Linked DNA regions of Gossypium hirsutum: region 1 is linked to region 2. The links are chromatin contacts, called in public Hi-C maps. All regions are on one chromosome and are shown on one strand. Each heading gives the region's core, a stretch centred on a gene start, on an enhancer-like site or on the middle of the called end of the contact. The rest is flanking DNA. Distances are from core to core; before and after follow the strand shown.

The links. Hi-C and Micro-C count contacts between places; a contact is called where the count stands out from the background.
Region 1: a contact with region 2 is called in a Hi-C map of leaf, with 2.1 times the contacts expected there. The contact joins the promoter of LOC107950768 here to the enhancer-like site in region 2. A contact is called at or near these places in 8 of 34 Hi-C or Micro-C datasets (anther, callus, leaf and 1 more).

What each region holds. Positions count from the first base shown.
Region 1 is chrD03:34,230,337-34,234,130 of Gossypium_hirsutum_v2.1, forward strand. LOC107950768 reads right to left here and starts at 2,291. Exons shown (of 1, transcript XM_041089992.1): 1 at 1,077-2,291. The coding sequence starts at 1,943. The coding sequence ends at 1,287. LOC107950767 (phosphatidylinositol 4-kinase gamma 2) reads right to left here. Exons shown (of 2, transcript XM_016885723.2): 2 at 3,667-3,794.
Region 2 is chrD03:33,993,187-33,996,590 of Gossypium_hirsutum_v2.1, forward strand. No RefSeq gene overlaps it. Among protein-coding and RNA genes, the nearest start is that of LOC121215672, 23 kb to the right of the region's middle. Within about 2 kb of position 1,260, at least 6 of the 9 cell types and tissues checked have an H3K27ac peak or open chromatin away from gene starts, as enhancers often do. A contact at or near this core is called in leaf, where this site is marked.

The DNA of each region.
Region 1 (3,794 bases), core at 1,041-3,540, 240 kb after region 2:
AAAATTATGTATGATTTAAAAAATAATTTTTATATAAAAAATTATGTTATTTTCATTATTTTAAATATAAAATATTTATTTTATAATAATAAATTAAAATTAATTCTAAATTAAATAAAAAATTGCTTTTGATTTAGTTCAAGTAATTTTTAACTTATATTTCACATACATTAGTTCGAATTTATTTTCAATTTCTCAATTTTTCTTTAACAACCTACAAATAATATAACAATAAAATAATAAATATATTTATTCGATGTACTTTTAACAAAAAAAATAAGAAAAATGTTAAAATATGCTATAAGTCTCTACTTTTATTTTAAAAAATAGTCCATTTACTTATCAAATTTTAAAATTTAAGTCTAACTATTAACATAGTTAAATTTATTGGAGTAATTTTTTAAAAAAAGTCTCACTTAATAATCATATAATTAAAAAATAAAATAATAATTAACTTAAAATTATATAAAAAAAATTTAACGATATTAAAAGTGAACTGAAATTATAAAAACGAAATTCCAGATGTTCTAAAAGCTGAAGGAGTTATGAAGGATTCTAAAATAAAGAAAAACATAAACTCGAATTTCGAGGACGCTGACTGATGATGATATTCAGCGTCTCCTCTGCTCCGCTGTCTTGGGTCCCACAAACCTCACTAACTCAACTCTTCCCACTTAATTTTAATTTTCTCACTTACACTCCCACTGGCACTTTTATCGAAATCAGGTGGGCAATTAATTCTCCGACGCCGATGATCCCAAACTCTGCACTCATCTGCAACTGACTGAATTTTGCTCTATCAAAATTTAAAGTTTAACGACGTCGTAAACTTTCTGAGCTTCCAATTAGTGCCGTTCCTCGAACAATGGAAAAAAAAGAGTAAACGGAAAACAAGCCGGATTTTGCGCTGCCTTTTTTCCAGCTCATTATTCAACTCACCTTTGCTTCATTATTGGTCCAAAACCAAAACAAAAAACCCCACCACAAAGTAATCTCACTTCACTCTATCATTAGTATCCATCCTTTACTTACTCTTCAATTAATCCCTTTAAATAAAAAGTTCATTAATTCACAAATTAAGCTCATAAGCTGAAACCTTTCATTCTTTATACTAAAAACACCTTACTTGCAGCACCCACAACAATCAAAGTTCTAATTTTTACAGCTTTTTTGACAAATTGGGTATAAAAAATTTAATACCCAAATCACCAAATCCTCCAAAACTGATAAATTTTAAGAAAAAAAAAGCTGTTAAATGTCTAAAATTACATTAAAAGAAGAAAAAATTAGCAATGAAACCCTAAAACAGACCCATCATTCACAGCCACGGTGACTCTACACTCCGACTTAGCATCCACGTGATGGGCGAACACATTTAGAACCCGAATCCGACCCGCTAATTCCATCCGAGAGTCAATCTCCATCGTTGGTCCAACTCGATTCACATTATTACCACCGCCGAACCCAGCTGTCACCCCAACGGGCTCTGTCATCGTCACCGCCACCGTAGTAGTAGCACCAGGTATAGGTATCGTGGTGGCCGCCGCCGCTTGATTCGGTTGCGCCAAGGGAAATGACTGAACTGCAAAAGTGGCCGCCATGTATTGAGTCTGACCCGACTCGATCTTCCCGGCGGGTATGAACATGAACCCGACTTGAGATCCGGAGTAAAGGAGCTGAATAGTGCTGTCGTAGTGGGAAAAAGCGGCTCTGTTAGGGTTTTTAACGGTGACGTATTGAGAGAAAGTGAAGCTGACGGAGTTGTTGCCGACGGAAAAAGAAGGGAGCTGGATGGAATTAACGTAAATCTTAGGGTCTTTGGGTTTAAAAACGGTGAAATAAACAATGAGAACAATGATTACAAGAAAGATCAAGAAAATGGTTGCTACAATACATGATGCCAGATTTGTACGGCCAGATGGCGGCCTTTGAGACTTCACCATGATTTTTGTAAATTCAACTGTGTTTTTTTTTTCTTGGATGTGTTGATCTAAAAAGAGAAAGGAAGTGAAATGGGGGAAGGAAAAGAGTGTTTGGATGTAGGGAAAATAAGAGAGTATTTAAGAAGAAGAGAAAGTGGGGAAAGGAAAGTAATGTGAAAGGGAAGACTTTTTCTTTTGTTGGGTTTTGTCATTTTATAAGAAAGGATTTGAAGTTTATGTTGGAGCTATTCAAAGCTTAGATTTTTGAGTGTTTTTTTTTATGCTTTGGGGGAAGGAATCATTGAATCAAAGATGAAGTGAATGAAAAAGAAAGAAGAAAATTAATTAAGAAGAAAATTGAAAAGAAAAAGTGAGGGTATGTTAGTTCTTAACTTTTAACTTTAAAGAGGATGAGAATGTTTTTTTTTTTTTTTGAAAAATGGATAAGAAGATGATGCATATTGTAAGAATTTGCAGTTTGGAGGTGGAAATTATGAAAAAAAAATCAGTTATTTAGTTTTAAGATTCTTCTCTCTTTTTTTTTCTTTCTAGTTTGGGATGTGTTTGATTTTTCGCAACAAAACAGGAATATTTAGGTTATTAACTGTTAACCTAAATATAGTATTTTATATAGAATTTTAACACTCAAATATGAAAAATAAGAAATTTTGTTCAAAGAGTATTATTAAAAGTAGATGTTTGAAGATTGGTAGAACAAAATATTGTCGTTAAATTGATATTAGAAAATCAGATAAATACTGGATAAGATATCCAAAAAAAATGAAAAAGGGTAAGAATAGTAAAAAATGAAAAAGGTGGTAAGTCGAAAGGTAAGTACTGTCTTGTTTTTACATATAGGAGTCAAAGGAAAAAGCTTTAGGTAAAGAATAATTGATGCCTTTCCACACGGTCAGTGGAATGATTGTCAAACGGCAAAAGCGTGGTCTATTTGGTGTTTTGGAACAAATCAGTGGTCTTCTTATAAGAAGTGAAACAATAGATTCAACGGCGGTGGCAGTGGAAAATGACAGAAATTTGCTAAATTTACTGCAGTAAGAATTGTGGGTGTTTCAATATAAGCTTCTTTGGTTTTCTTCTGCCAATAATTGTATGAACGGATAGATTAAAATTGGTTTTATTTACTTACAGGGTCAGGTGAGATGAGTTTTTGTTTGTCCGACCCAATTTGTATATCTCTCGTCCTGATATCATCCTCAAACATGACCCTAAAATTAGAGAAATTATTTTACACAAATTAAGGTTGCTAAAACCAAATTGGATTCGCTTATTGGATCGATTGAAAAAATAAATAAATAAATAAAATCAGTTGAGTTAAAAGTCGAACTGAATTTTATAATTTTTAATATTTTAAAAATAATAAAATTTAGTAATTTATTTAATTTATATTAAATCTGACAATCAAATTAATCAAATTAAAAATCAATGACTTAATAATTCAACCACCAATCTGATTCACCAACTCAATCCAAAAAAAACTTACCCCTGTAGTAACAGTTCAGATCAAAACCCGATGGTCATGTTTAACCTCACCCATTACTTCCATATTTCAGAAAGGGAAAATAGAAAGGCTCTTTGACATGACCTGCCTTTAATATGGGTTGAGTAAAATTTTAAGAGAACGTTGGATATGGCTGATCTTGGCCCATTTTTAGTTACCTTTCTGAAACGATATATGGTCCAAAACAATCATCAAATTACACATAAAAAACCCAATATATGCAAGTTTTACATCAAACCCAATCATCAATGCCTACCTATTATTTCATTATCTTTGAATCTGTTCAACATATTAATACAGGATCAAGTAACAAGTTGATAGAGTTTAAAAAATAAATAAATAAATAAAGGAAA
Region 2 (3,404 bases), core at 10-2,509:
TAGGTTTTCGTTTCTTTTCTTTATTTTTTTTATCTTGTTGAAGATGTGAGAAAAAGTTTATACTGTCTTAATCAATTTATTTTTTTTAGGGATAAATTTTAAAATTATATATTAATTTTAATTTAATGTGTAATTATATATATAAATTTTGATTTTATATAATTTTATATATAAAATTTTGTTTTAATTCAACTATCACAAATTATTAACACAATTATTGATATAACATCATTTTATATTTATATATTGCATACAAAAATAATTATATTTATCCAATATAAAAATAAATTAATCTATTTATTTCTTTAAATGTGTATGATTGAATCAAAATTAAAATTACATTTATACATTTGAAACACAATCAAAGTTTCATATATATAGTTGCACCAAATTAAAATTCATACATATAATTACATATTAAACTAAAATTTATGTATAATTTTAAGATTTATCTTTTTTGCTTATTAAAGTTTTCCCTTCCCGTATACATTGCTAATTTGCTAGCACATATTTCTTTATAAAGAAAAATTAAAGCTTCTTTATTCTGGACTTTTTGGTATCAACTTTAATATTCATTGCTTTTAAGAGATAATCATCATCATCATCAGCATCTAAGCCAAAGCTCCAAAAACTTCCCCTCGCATGGAATATGCAAGTCCTATTCTAGCTGGCTCGACATGCTCTTTTTTATTTGAACTCTTTTTGAATTTTAGGTTTTTTAATTGAGGTTTCATCAATTTATGTCATGACATTAGGCTTTTACTGTATCAAATAGGTCAAATAGCTTTTGGCATTGAACCAGCTCTTAGTAGCAACGACAACGATGATTATAGATGGCTGCAAGCTCTATAATCAATCCGAATAGGAATTAGATGAAAAGGTAAATTTTTAGGATAACTTATTTATTAATTAAAAATAACGTGTAAAATAATTTTATATAACATTATATGATTGGATGAGACATTAAGAAGAGCTTACCTAATAATTTCTACCATATAAAAATCTTGAGTATCAAATGTGGAATTACTATTTAATATATTATTGGTGTAGCTTTTTAAAAAAAAAACTCCACAATCTGACTTTTGTTTCGTTTCTTTATCTTTTATCTTTTAAATATGTTATGGGAGGAACAACGGTCATCTAGCTTTTTCATATTTTAGTTAAGTTTTCGTTATAATAATTAGTTATACGTTGCGTTTTTGCTTGTAAGAGTTAATGAAAACGGTGAGTTTTGTTTAACTCAAAACAGGAGCGTTTTGATTCTTGTTACAGGGTTATTATATGTCTGTAACTGCGTGAGGAAATATCATGAAATTGGATAACCGTTATCAACAGTCTCCTTCTCTCGATTTTCTCGTTTTTTTTCTTTCTGTAATTCTTCTTCTCTGTTCTTCATCTTTATCTTTCCGATTTAGAACGTTGCAAAAGGTATCAGAGCTTGTCGATCTTCATGATAGGGGACGGAATCAGTACTCGCATGCAGAAGGAAATCGGCAGATCCAAGGTGAGCTTTCTCACTTGCAACTGGAGCTAACTCAGTGGGATGTACGGATGGACACTAAGATGAAAGATCTGCAGGCAGAAATTAAGTAGGAGGTACGTTCCGAACTTCATTCTGAGCTTCACTCCTTGTTCGAACAATATTTTGGCCAAAGTAACCCATCGATTGTGGGGAATGCATCTAGCAACAAGGGAAAAGGGATCTTAGGAACACCACCGAGGTTTCCACCTCAAGAGCATTTAATAGTATCTCCAAGAGCAGATCTCGGCCATTCGAGCATGTCACAAAGGGGAGTGTTGATGGAATCCGAACATTTTTCTTTTCGAGTTGACTGTCTACATTGTGATGGTGAGCACTTCCGAGGTTGGTGGTTCAAACTAGTGCAGTATTTGAGGCCGAAGGAATTGCAGATCATGCAAAGGTCAGGATCGTCATGTTACACCTTGAAGGTAAAGCACTTGATTGGCATCATTTTTTTGTGCGTAGACATGGAGGGGTTCATCAAGTGTCTTGGGAGGTTTATTCGAGGGGCTTCGAGAGCGTTTCAGATCAGATTTTGTCTTAGATCCTATGGCAGAATTAGTGTCCCTTAAACAACTTAGCTTAGTGGACCAATTTTATGATGATTTTTTGAGTTTGTTGAATCAGCTCAACTTACCTGAATCCTATGCATTAAGTATATTCCTTAGCAACCTCAAACTGAAAATCGGGCAATATCTTCGGTTGTTCAAGCCTCAAACATTGGTAGAAGGTTACCAGTTAGCAAGGCAAGTGGAAACCATTGTGGCGGGACCGGTCAAAAGAGAAGGCAGTTTTAATAGTGGGTCTAATATAATGAGGCCATTATTTCCTGTGATTAGAAGTCAACGTGGGAGTGGTAGTGTTGGATTGGCCAGTGAAACAGTGAATGGGAAATTGGCTCCTAAACTTCCTTCCAAGTCCTTATCGCAAGCTGAATTGGAAGACAGAAGGAAAAAAAGGACTTTGTTTTTGGTGTGGTCTGAAATATTCGCCACGCCATAAATGTTCAAAGTCACAATTGTATCAGTTGATTGTCGAACCTTTATGGGAGAATGAACCTAAAGTACGTAGCCCTTCCCCGGATGAATTCCAAGATTGTACTGAACAATTGGAGTTGACAGAGACATTGTTTGGGAATGCAGCTCCTGTATTGTCATTACAAGCATTACAAGGGTTACAGGGTCCTACGACTATGAGGTTTCCAACTGTTATTGATCAATCACAAGTGGTGGTTTTGTTTAATTCGGGAAGTACGCATAATTTCATTGATTTCAAGATGGCGAAGCAGTTGAATCTGACTATCGAACCTGGGCCAAGTGTGAGGGTGCTGGTGGCTAATGGGGTTAAGTTGTGTACTCAAGGGTTATGCAGGGTTATCATATGGGAGGCACAAGGGTATCAATGTACTACGGATTTCTTAGTGTTATCTCTTAAGGGGTTTGATCTGGTTCTTGGTGTTCAATGGTTATTGGCGTTGGGGCAGATTGTGTGGGACTTCTCTAACTTGACCATGCAGTTCAAATATAGGGACCAGACTTGTGTTTTGAGGGGAGCAGTACCTGGTTTAGTTCATATCGTTCCTAGTGGAGATTTTTCTCAATGCATGAGTTTGGTGGGAAAGGGTTCGTGCCTGATGTTACTAGCTTCTTTTGAGCAGACCCTTCTCACAATGTAGTCAGCCAATCTACCACTCGTGTTGCAAAATCTTTTGAGCGACTTTGATGATGTTTTTCAGTTGCCCACTTGTTTACCTCCCGTTCGTTTACATGACCATAGAATACCATTGGTGGACGAATCTAAGGTGGTTAAAGTGTGAACATATAGATATCCTTCAGTTCAGAAGACTGAAATAGAAAAGCTAGTACAAGAGATGTTACGAGCT